Linked DNA regions of Callithrix jacchus: region 1 is linked to region 2. The links are chromatin contacts, called in public Hi-C maps. All regions are on one chromosome and are shown on one strand. The core of a region is the stretch at or near the end of the contact, and the rest is flanking DNA. Distances in the headings are between cores, read along the strand shown. Region 1 has its middle 400 kb from the start of HLX. Region 2 overlaps LOC144580311 (a long non-coding RNA gene).

Evidence for each region. A called contact is a pair of places that touch in the nucleus more often than the background predicts.
Region 1: a Hi-C map of skeletal muscle shows a contact between it and region 2, with 5 times the contacts expected there. The contact joins two enhancer-like sites. A contact is called at or near these places in 3 of 3 Hi-C or Micro-C datasets (induced pluripotent stem cells and skeletal muscle).

Annotation. Positions count from the first base shown.
Region 1 is chr19:7,332,425-7,338,884 of calJac240_pri, forward strand. No RefSeq gene overlaps it. Among named protein-coding and RNA genes, the nearest start is that of HLX, 400 kb to the right of the region's middle. Within about 2 kb of position 1,372, at least 1 of the 16 cell types and tissues checked has an H3K27ac peak or open chromatin away from gene starts, as enhancers often do. A contact at or near this core is called in skeletal muscle, where this site is marked.
Region 2 is chr19:7,160,014-7,166,310 of calJac240_pri, forward strand. The region is part of intron 1 of LOC144580311 (a long non-coding RNA gene); the gene reads left to right. Among named protein-coding and RNA genes, the nearest start is that of DUSP10, 280 kb to the left of the region's middle. Within about 2 kb of position 2,123, at least 4 of the 16 cell types and tissues checked have an H3K27ac peak or open chromatin away from gene starts, as enhancers often do. A contact at or near this core is called in skeletal muscle, where this site is marked.

The DNA.
Region 1 (6,460 bases), core at 122-2,621, 170 kb after region 2:
ACAAGAGACTTAAGGAAAAAATAACCAATGCAGTGAGTGGGTCTTGTTTGGATTCTGAAACAGTTAAAAATGTATATATTGAGTTAATTAGGAAAAAATATGCATTCGGTATTAGATAACTCAGGAGTTACCATTAATTAAGTGTAATATTGGCATGGTGATTATGCTAAAAATAAAGTTCTTATCCATTAACAAGGTATGCCAAAGTGTTTACGGAGAAAAAGACACAACATCTGCCATTTGTTTGTAAATCTCCAAGTACAAAAGCCATGCATGTGTGAGAAGAGGATTTGATAAAACGAGATTGGCCACATGTTGATTCATGTGAGCGTTCAAGGACAGGTGCATTGAAGTTCATCACACTATTTTCTCAACCTGCATATGCCTTGGAATTTCCCTGCTAAAAAGTTGTCTAGAGTTAGACCTAGCAGATTACAAACGACAACGTAAAAGTTCAAAACTGTGATTTCATGCTGTCTTGTGTAGTCACATTCCAGGAGGACCCAAGACAGCATTTGCTGGACTTTGTGCCGACTTTGAACACTTCCCAAATGTGGTAATCTGCTGTAGCTTGTTCATTATTTTTAAAAAATAAAAGATCACACGTGCTGTTAGAAGCATCAAAACTTCATTCTATTCATCTGGAGCAAAATGCTCCTCCCAATACAGCTTTTCCTTGAAAGAGGAGGAGGGCAGAGAGAGCCTGGGGTGAGAGGTCGGAGAGGAGAAACGATCATTGGGTTTTCTACTTTCGGCAGAATGGCAAGACCCTTGGGGAGACAGTAAATTGAAATTAAGGCTGTTTGAGGCAGCCTACAGGATGTGCCTGCAAATGTTAGACATATCGAAATGGTGAAAAAGTCTGTGTGTGCCCATTCATATGAAGTGAATGCCCTGTAATGTGCTGCAGCCCTTGGGAATGGTGGCTGGATTGAGGAACGGGGGCCGGAAGAATGGGATGGATTTGACATAAGTACTTTTAAGTGCTCTGAAGGCTGGGCTCCTCCCTGCGGTTTAATAGCTAAGTCCACAGGGAGCTACAAGGAAAGAGCCCAGTGAATCCCTACAGCTTTTCGTTTTAAGGATAACAACTCTTAAAACAGGTGTGAGCTCAGAAAGATCCTTTTTCGCCTTGTTTTGAGAGTCTTCTGTGGCCAGCCAGCTCTCTGTGTATTATTATCATTCCACAGAATGAGGTCTGGGTAGGGGAAGGGAGGAGAGGAAAGAGAAGCTGAATAAACAGAAATCGCTTCGACTGACTAATATTCATTAAGTCCACTGGTCATGCGCTATGAAATTTATTAAACCGTGGTTTCCAGGAGAATGTATTAGCGCAGCTAACGAGCACAAATAAAAAAGAGGCCTCCAGGAAATGGTTTCCTGGGCCTGGATGAGACTAGTGAGTAATGTGACAAGACATTAAAATGTTAAAAGCTTCTCTTACAGTCTAGAAGGCTGACTATTGGAAGGAGTTGCCTTTAGTGGAGGAGGGGGAACAGGAGAGAAACTGAAACAACTTGTGTGCAGGAGCCTAAAGCTTCGTATTTGTATTCACCAGGCAAGGAGGCTCTGTGAAGGCCTCTGAATTTCAGTGCTGCCATCTGGTGGAGAATACGCTTGAGATACTGCAGAAAACGATGGCAGCCGCCATCTTTCAAATGTCAGGAATTTGAGCCCAAGACGTAGAAACACTTGGCTGTTTCCTGAGTGGCAGCAATGGAATCCTTTGTAACTGTGGTATCAGGAGCAAAGAAAAACAGTTGCATAGTCCCTGTATATGCAGATACATGGCTTAAGTACCATATAAAGAAAGCACAGCTATCTCATTCTGCTATTCCATTCCATCAGGATTTCAGCAATCAACTTTCACGAATTCCTACCTGCAGTCTTAGGCTAAAGTGTTAGCCCTCTTAAAGACACTTGCTTCACAATCTGGTCCAGTTGCTCCAATCAGAAACCTTAGGGTCATCCTTGATTCCCTTCTTTCTCCCACCTGTGAAATCAGCAAATCCTGTTGATTCTATAGTTGCAGTATCTCCTGGGCTACTTCTTGTCATGTAGGGGCTGCTACCCTGATATGAGCCACCAGCATCTCTCTCCTGGATGACTGCAGTAGCTTCTGAACTATTCTCCCTACTTGCAACCTTGCAATCTAGTTTGTTCTCTACCAGCCACCAGAAAGAACTATTAGAACATGTTAGATTTTCTCCTTTTTCTGCTAGAAACCGTCTCGTGGTCCCTAAGCTCACTCACAGTAAAAATCTAAAGTCGTACCAAATGTTTCAAGGTCCCAAATGATCTGGCCCCAGTTCCCTCTCTGACTTCATCTCCACTTTCTGCTCATCTACTCTGTTCCAACTACGTTGACCTCCTTGCCAGTCCTCAAAGAGGCCATGCATGTCCCTAACTCAGTTTCCTCTGCCTGGAATGTTCTTTATCCAGACATCTTCATGGCTTTCTATTCGTTCTGCCAGGTCTCTAGCAAATATTATCTTATCAAGGAGGTCTTCTATTACCATCATATTTAGACACCACACCCTCTTCTCTCTGGCTCCATCACTCTTTATTTTCTCTAATTTTTTTCAATGTTTTCACTGTGATAAAATACACATAATATAAAATGTATCATCAAACATATTAAATATATTGTATGTATTAAACATATTCATAATTAAGCACATTCATAATGTTGTATAAGCATTACCCTCATCCATCTCCAAAACTCTTTTCATCATATGAAACAGAAATTCTTGTTTATTATACAATAAGCCCCTGGCAACTACCATGCTACTTTTTGTTTTAGGATTTTGACTACTAAGTGTCTCAGATGAGTGGAATCATATAACATATGTACATTTGTGACTAGCTTTTTTCAATTAACATATCTGCAAAGTTCATCCAAGTCATATGTCAGAATTTTCTTCCTTTATAATGCTAAATAATCCCATTGTACACATATACCATATTTTGCTTAATGCATTTATCCAAAGATGAACACTTGATTACTTCTATGTTTTAGCTATAATGAATAATGCTGTCACGAACATGGGTTTACAAGTATTGCTTCAAGATTCTGGTTTCAATTCTTTTAGGTACCTGGATATTGAGTTTCTGGATCACAGGGGTATTCTCTATTTAATATTTTGAGAAACCACCATACTGTTTCCAGAGCGGCTGTACCATTTTACACTCCTACCAACAGTACACAAAGGTTTCCAATTAATCCACATCTTCACAAACACTTGTTTTCTGTGTTTTTTTTAGTAACCATTCTAATGGGTGTGAGATGTATCTCATTGCAGTTTTGATTTGCATTTCCCTAATGATTAGTGATACTGAGCATCTTTTAATATGATTTTGGCCATTTGTATATGTTTCTTGGAGAAATATCTACTCAAGTCCTAGGCACATTTTTGAGTTGGTTTTTTGGATGTTGAGTTTTAGGAGTTCTTTATATCTCAGATTTCTTTTTATTAACAGTACTTACCACCTCCTAAAATGCATTTATTCATATTTTTATATCCTCATTTTTCATCTCCTCTGAATCCCCTACAATAAATGTAAATTACGTAAAAGCAGAGCTTTGGGGAGCAATATAATATTTTTAACATGGCTTGTTTGTTTCTGAAATTTCACAAGCAGACAGTGTCAGCCTGCTCAAAATCTGATATTAATTATTGCAAATTGTAAGCTCCACGATGGCAGGGTTTTTTTTTTTTTGTCTGACTTTATCTCTCTCTGTCACCACTGCCTAGTGCAGTGCCTGGAAATGATACATGTACAATAAGCAATAAGCCTTTTCTTCTTTAACAGCTTTGTTAGATATAATTTAAGTATCTAATTGATGTACCATAAGTGTAATAGTCAATGATTTTTAAATCAGATTTATAGAGGTGTGCGATCAACACCACAATCCAGTTTTATAACATTTCCCAACCTCCAAAAAGTACGCTCGTGCTTATTTACAGTTCATTCCTACCACTGTTCTCAGGGACCAAGCAGTTACTGGTATGTTTCCTGTCTCTATAAATGTACCTCTTTTGAAGATTTCATATAGATGGAAGCATACAGTATGTAGTTATTTACATATGGCATCTTTCAGCACCATATTTATGAGGTTCATCATGTTGTAGCATAAATCAGTAGGTTTTTTTCCTGTTTATTGCAGCAGAGCACTCCACTATGTGGATATACTATTTTAAAAAATCTATTTACTGCTTGATAGACATTTGGATTTCCATTTTTTGGTTATCAACATTCATGTACATAACTTCGTGTGGATATATGCTTTTATTTTCTGGGATAGATCCCTAGCAGTAAAATTGCTGAGTCATATATATTTGTTACTACCTATTTAAGAAACTGCCACACTGTTTTCCAAAGTGTCTGTACCATTTGATATCCCCAACCAGATTGCATGATGATTCCAAGTTCTCCATTTGATCATAATACTTGGAATTGTCTTTGTATTTATAGCCACTTTAATGGGTGTGTAGAGGTATATCATTATGATTTTAATTTGCATTTCCCTTATAACTAACATAGTTAAATCTATTTTATGCACAATAATTATTGGCAATTTGAATATCCTCTTTAGTAAAGTGTCTATTCAAATCTTTTGCTCATTTAAATTGAATTGACTTATTGAGTTATAAAATTCTTTATATAGTCTAGATGCAAGTTCTTTATAAAAAATATGACTGACAAATGTTTTCTCCCTATGTAGAACTTGTTTTTCCATTAGCTTAGTGATGCTTTTTGTAACACAAACATTTTACATTTTGATAAGGTTCAATTTGTCTTTTTATGGACCGTGCTTTTGGGTTCATTAATTAGAAACTTTTCACCTACCCAAGGCACAAATATTTTTTTAAATCATTTTCTTTAAGAATTGGTATATTTTAGCTTTTGCATTTTGATCAATAAAATGCAAATACAGTATTTTGACTGCATTTTGATTCAACTGTTATATATAATGTGAGGTGTAGCTCTAAGTTCAGTTTTGTTTTGTTTTTTCACAAGAGCATACAATTGTTCCAGCACCATTGTTGAAAACACTATTCTCTCCCTATTGATTGTCTTGACATATTTGGTGAAAATCAATCATCCTTTAATGAAATGTGGTTCCTGAACTCTCGATTCTGTGCCATTTATCTATTGAAGTGTGTCTTCTTTTACCATAGTCTTATCATTCGCTACATTGTGTTTTCTGAAATCAGGTAAAGTAATTCCTCCCTCCAACTTGGCTCTTCCTTTTTCAAAAGTTTTTTGTTCTCTATATCCTTTGCATTTTTATATAAATTTTAGAAGAATGTTATCGATTTGTACAAAAATGGCTGCTGGTATTTTGATAGGAATAGCATTGAGTTTATTGCACAAATTTGGGGTAAATTATCATCTGCTATAGTTGAATATTTGTCCCCCCACCAAACCTTGTGCTGAAATGTGATACTTAATGTTGGAGATGGGGCCTAATAGGAGGTGTTTGTGTCATGGAGGCAGATTCTTCATGAATGGCTTGGTGCTGTCCTTGAAGTTATGAGGGCGTTATCACTTTATTAGTTCCCACAAGAGCTAGCTGGTTGTTAAAAAGGGGCTGGACCTCCCCACGCTCTCTATTGCTTCCTCTCTTGACATGTGATCTCTGCACACACTGACTCCTTTTCCTTCTTCCGTGAGTGGAAGCAGCTTAAAGATTTTATCAGCTGCCTAATCTTCCAGCCAGCAGAATAATGAGCCAAATAAACCTTTTTTCTTTAGAAATTATCCAGCCTCAGGTATTCCTTTATAGAAACACTAAAAGACTAAGGCACCATCTTACTCATATTAAATTTTTAATGTTGTTAGAAATCAAATATTTCATTGATTTTATTTTATTGCTATTTATTCCCAGCTACTCAGGAGGCTGAGGCAATATACAGTTTATTGCTATTGTATAAAATACAATTAATTTTTTATATATTGATAACTCCTATATCCTAGTATTTTCTGTGAATTTCATGGGAATTTGTACATTCAGTGTATGTCATCTGCTTGAAAAGATATATATTCTGCTATTGATGGGTAGACTGTTCTTTTAAAACAGAGGTTCAGTTGGCTAAAAGTATAGGATGAGTCTCTATATGTTTGATAAACTTTTGTCTGGTTGTTCTATTGATTTTTAAGAGTAGAATAGTGAAATTTTCAGTTATTATTGTGGTTTTTTTTTTTTTTTTTTTTTTTTTGAGACAGAGTTTCGCTCTTGTTACCCAGGCTGGAGTGCAATGGCGGGATCTCGGCTCACTGCAACCTCCGCCTCCTGGGTTCAGGCAATTCTCCTGCCTCAGCCTCCTGAGTAGCTGGGATTACAGGCATGCGCCACCATGCCCAGCTAATTTTTTGCATTTTTAGTACAGACGGGGTTTCACCATGTTGACCAGGATAGTCTCGATCTGTTGACCTCATGATCCACCCACCTCGG
Region 2 (6,297 bases), core at 873-3,372:
TGTAGACCCTTGAAAGCTTAGTGGTCCCTTAGAGGCAGAAGGCTCCCAGAACCTGATGTGCTGTCTGGTCTGAGATTTATGAAATCAGGGGCTTGCTTTTTCTTAACACACGAAGTGTGTACTGATGGAAGGATGCCATGTCACATTTATGTTTTGTCACCAAACATGTAGTGTTTGATTAAAAAATTGGGAATTGGCTGGGCGCAGTGGCTCCTGCCTGTAATCCTAGCACTTTGAAAGGCCAAGGTGGGTGGATCACCTGACAGGAGTTCAAGACAAGCCTGGCCAACATGGTGAAACTCCGTCTTTACTAAAAATACAAAAATTAGTCAGGCATGGTGGCAGGTGCCGGTAATCCCAGCTACTCGGGAGACTGAGACAGCAGAATAAATAGCTTGAGCCCAGGAGGCAGAGGTTGCAGTGAGCCAAGATCACGCCATTACACTCCAGCCTGGGGAACAAGAGCAAGACTGCCTCAAAAAAAAAAAAAGGGGGGGGAATTGATCAAGCACGGACAACATTAACTTATTTACATTCTACCTGAATGTTTCTTCATATAACGTTGAATTTTATTTAAAGTAGGATAAAAATGTTCTGATAGCAAAGTACTGTCACTTCGAATAAACCTTTTCCTTTCCATTTTCTCAGCAGAACCACCGAAGCAATTGGCAGCTATTTGGTGAGCTTCTCCCCCTGCTCCTAATCCACTCCTCTTTGTTCTGAAAACAGCTCCATGATCCTGTCACTCTTTTGTTCACTGACCATCTTTGGTTCCTCATGGCACAGAATAAAGCTCCATTTTATAGTTAGGCACTCAAGGCATTTCACTTGAGGCTCTAAACTGCTCTTTCCACCTCATTTTCCATGTTCTCCTTCATAAATTGTTTGCTATAGGCAAACTGACTAATAGTAAAAACCATCTTTAACTGACTGCCTGCCATGTATTAAGTGGATTTTGCTAAATATCTACAATAACCCTGAAAAGTGTAATTGTTATTTTTTGTCTGTATATGAAGAATCAGTGTATAAGAGAAAGAGGTAGGATTTGAATCCTGAGTTTTTCCACTATGCCCATTTTTTTCCATTTTTTTATTGTGGTAAAATACCCATAAAATTTACAATTTTTACCATGTTAAGTGTATAGTTTAGTGTTACTAAATGCATTCATAATATGCATCCATCACCCCTATCCATCTCCATAACTTTTTGTCCTGTAAATCCAAAATTCTATACCCATTAAACAATGGCTCCTCTTTCTCTCCTCCCCTACAGCCCCTGAAACCCTCCCTATACTACATTCTGGTTCTATGACTGTGATTTCTCTTAAATAATGTCATGTAAGTGGAATCATGCAGTATTTTCTTTTTGTAGAGTGGCTTATTTCATCAGCATCCTGACCTCAAGCCTTATCCATGTTGCAGGGCTCCACAGGATTTTCTTCTTCTTTAAGGCTATTTCACTCACATACAGATCACGTTTTGTGATTCTTTCATCCACTGATGGACCTTTGGGTTGCTCCCTTGTTTTGGCTATTGTGAATATGCTGCTATGAACATGGGTAGAATAAATATCTCCTTGAAACCCTGCTTTTACATGTAGACCCAGAGGTTCCCACTAAGCCCCTTTGCTTTGGATTTCCAAATCAGAGCCCTCTAATTGGCCCTTACTTTCCTGCCTTTGAGCTTTTCCTTTTGCTGTACAGCCTACCTGTCCTGTCCTGTTTTGGTTCCCTGCCTGTTGAAGTCGGTTTATTCCACAAGGCTCTTCTATTTGTACCTAGCCCGATGCCTTTCACACAGTAAGTGCTCAATAACTAATATATAGTTTGATGTATCTTTACTACATCTCTGCTAAAACATCACAAAGAGATAAAAGGCAGAAATGATGCCTTATCATCCCTCATGGCCTGCACACAGTAGACAGTTTAGGAAAAGTATATTAAACAAATAAAGTCCCCATATCCCCTGGAACAAAAGGTTTGCAGGGCAGTGTTTTTCATGGGCTGTCCAAGACCTCATGTCAGAAATGTATGTTTAGGCAGCAGGAACACACAAGAGTCAGGAGAGCAAGAAAGTACGCTGGAAAATTTTGCTAGCTGGGTCGATTCCAATTTGGCAAAAATAAGCCTTCTGCTTTTTCTCCAGGGTTCTTTCTCCCAGCATCGCTTATTAATGCTAATTAGTCAAGGGTGTGCCATGATGCAGAACACTTGTGACCCATAAGGATTAGGGAGAGAGACTGTCATTTCTCAAAAGACCCATGAGAGGCAGCAAGAGTCAGCCATGGGGAAGGAGAGGAGGGGAAGAGGAACTTCTCTGCAAAGAATCGCACTAAAGTAAGTGCAAGTAAAAATAAATCCACATATAAAACAACTGTACAAATGTTAGCAGTATTTTCACAGCTGGGTTTCTTTGCCTAAAATACTTAGCACTTACTTTACAAAACTCACTTCTAAACAGAAATGGTCTGACGGATCACAGAAGCTGAGCCCTGATACAACTCTGATTTTGAACTTGACTTTTGCCCAGATGGGAATAAAAATAATGACTTCTAAGTAAGAACTTTAATTGCCATGAATTCACACCAGACTGTGGTGGGTGACCTTTATCACTCAGATGAGGAAATTAAGGTAGGGCTTGGTTTAGGAAGCTAGATTCATAACAGCATATTTATATCCAGATTAGGTAGGACTCTGGATTTAAAACACTTTCCCCTGGAAAACACCAACTCTGTCTGTTTCCATGGCACTAAAAACACCCTGCTTGAATAACTGCCCAGTTACTTATCATAGCAGGATTAGTGGTCTTCTCAAAGCATCTGCATTCACATTCCTGGTATTTATTTCCTGTAGATATTGGTTTCAAAGACTGCTGCCACAGGACATGAATAATCACGGTGACTCACTTTTGGGGACTTTCCCCTGGGGAGTGCCACCTACACAGCCACAGAATGGACTATGCACATAGTAATTAAAATATGTTTCATCTCCAAATGACTATGACAGAAGCTATACTGATGAATATGACAACTCAGTAAAAAATAACCTCATGACTAGCAGGGATTTAAACATTGTGCTTATGATGTTATCTTTCATCAATTCATTTAATAAATATTTAGTGAATGATGAGACTTCTACAGTCAGAGTGCTGGTTATCGAAATATGTAAATGGAATTAGACACAGACCATGTTTCAGTAAATGTACAACCCAGCAGGCACTTTTCCTATCAACTAATGAAATTTTTTAATTTAATATTTTTGATCAAAGCAAGGAAGTCTTCACCATTCCCCTCCAAAAAATATATTTGGTAAGAAAACAGTAAACAGAACCAATTACTCCTTCTTGGTTGAGTTAAGAAAACACGCTTTGTGCTTACATTTCCACGGTGACCAGGGATTTCTCACCCCTTGAATTTCTGCAGCATAAATTGATGACGTCTCTTCACTTCCCTGTCTCATTTCCCTGCCCAGGTGGTAAGCCCTTTGCGTGAAAGGCCTCTGCCTGACTCATCTCTGTATCTGCAATGCCTCACACATGCCTCACTTCTCCCTGCCAGGCAAGCAGTATTAGCGAAAACAGGATGTCATCAGTTAAGTAAAGATGAGGTTGACAACAAACTGTGAATAGAAAAGTCGAATAGAAATGCATTGGCCTTAAAAAAATTGTTTTCCAAATTATCCTATAGTAAAGTTGACTTTTCTCTTTGATGTACAGCTCTATGGATTTCTACATAGGTATAGATTTGTGTAACCACCACAAAGAGGATACAGAACAGTGCCATGACCCCTGAGAGCTTCCCCATGCTATCCCTTTACAGTCACCCTCTCCCTCCACCACAATCCCTGGCAATCACTGATCTCTTCTCCACCACCGTAATTCTGTCTCTTGAGACTGGAATCTCTTATTCAGCATGGAGTTATCTAAGTTGTTCTTTTTTATTACTGAATAGTGTTCTATCATATGCAGTATTGCAGTTTATTTATTCTTTCACTCATTAAGGGACATTTAAGCTATTTTCAGTTTCAAACTACTGTTAAAAAAAAAAAAGCTACTCTGAATATTTATCAGTTTTCATGTGAACACACATTTTCATTTCCCTAAGGTAAATACTCAGGATTGGTCTGTGGAGTCATAGAGTAGACGTATGTTTCACTTTACAAAGAAGCTGCCAAGCCATCGCCCAGAGTTGCTGTAGCCATCATGTATGTGAATTCCACTTACTCTGCATCCTTGTCAGCACTCAATATTGTCAGTATTTATTTTGGACATTTTTTTTTTTTTTTTGATAGAACCTCACTCTCTTGCCCAGGCTGGAGTGCAGTGGCGTGATCTTGGCTCACTGCAACCTCCACCTCTCAGGTTTAAGTGATTCTCCTGCCTTAGCCTCCAGAGTAGCTGGGATTACAGGCATGTACCACTAAGCCCAGCTATTTTTTTTTTTTTTTTTTTTTTCAGTAAAGATGGGGTTTCACTTTGTTGGCTAGGCTGGTCTTGAACTCCTGACATCAGGTGATCTGCCTGCCTCGGCCTCCCAAAGTGCTAGGATTATAGGCATGAGCCACCACGCCTGGGCTTATTTTGGACATTCTGATAGGTATGTGATTGTAGCTCATTGTGGTTTAAATTCACATGACCTGAATGGCTTGTGCTGTTGAGTATCTTTTCTCGTACTTTATATAGTAGTCCCTCCCGATCCAAGGTTTTGCTCTCTGCAGTTTCAGTTACCAGCAGTCAACTGTGGCCTAAAAATACTAAATACAAAGTTCCAGGAACAAATTTATAAGTTTTCAACTGCATACTGTTCTGAGTAGTGTGATGAAACCTGGTGCAGCCCTGCTCCGTGGGACGTGAATAACCTCTGTCCAGCGTCCTCCCTGTAGAGGCTACTTGCCCGTCAGTCACTAGTCATCTCACTTATCAGGTTACTGTCATGACATCTCATCGCATAGGCATTTTATCATCTCACATCAGCACAAGAAGAGTGAGTGCAGTACGAGATAAGGGAGAGACCCACATTCACATAACTTCTATTATATCATTATAATTGGTTTTTTGTTTTTGTTTTTGTTTTCGTTTTTGAGATGGAGTTTTGCTGTTGTTACCCAGGCTGGAGTGCAATGGCACAATCTCGGCTCACCGCAACCTCCGCCTCCTGGGTTCAGGCAATTCTCTTGCCTCAGCCTCCTGAGTAGCTGGGATTACAGGCACGCGCCACCATGCCCAGCTAATTTTTTGTATTTTTAGTAGAGACGGGGTTTCACCATGTTGACCGGGATGGTCTCGATCTCTTGACCTCGTGATCCACCCACCTCGGCCTCCCAACGTGCTGGGATTACAGGCATGATCCACCATGCCCAGCTAATTTTTTGTATTTTTAGTAGAGACGGGCTTTCACCACATTGACCAGGATGGTCTTGATCTCTCAACCTCGTGATCCACCCGCCTCGGCCTCCCAGCGTGCTGGGATTACAGGCTTGAGCCACGTTATTTAGGGTTCAGTACTATCTAGTTTCAGGCATCCACTGGGGGTCTTGAAGTATGTCCCCTGTGGATGAGGAGGCGGTGGTTGGTAATACTGTATCTTCTTTGGTGAAGCATCTGTTCAAGTTCTTTGCTCATTTTTAATTGGGTTATTTGATTTCTTGTTGAGTTTTGAGAGTTTGTTATGTAAACTGGATACAAAGTTCTCTGTTAGGAGATTTGAAAATATTTTCCTCTAGTCTGCAGCTTGTCTTTTTATTTTCTTGGAAGTGATTTAGTAGAGCAAAAGATTTTTATTTTGATAAAATTTTATTTTTTCTTTATTGTATCATGCTTTTTGGCATCATTTAAAACTCCTTGCCTAATCCCAGATAAAGAAGTTATTTTTCCATGTTTTCTTCTAAAAGTTTTATAGATTTATGATGAATACATTGCTTTTTGATGAACAAAGAAAACAGCTACTTGATCATGGATTTCCCTCTTGGTGGTGTAATTTGCCCTGTTGATTTTGGAGAGTTGTAGGAGCCTTCTGGACGGGACTGCAGGCCTGGGAATGTCTCTTGCATCACACACAGGCAGAACCACAGTCTGCTATTCACCATCAAATATTCAAAAATAGTCTAATAAGCAAGTGCTTTTTCATGTGTGGTAGATTTATGTGATGATAATCCCTGATCTGAACAAGGTGAGACTACTTTTAGTCTTCTATTTTATCACTCTTGGTGTGACTACCACACATTCAGTTACAGAACTCTTCATGTGTTGAATTAGGGGTCCTACTCCAGCCCCCATCAGACTATTCCACAATATTCAATGC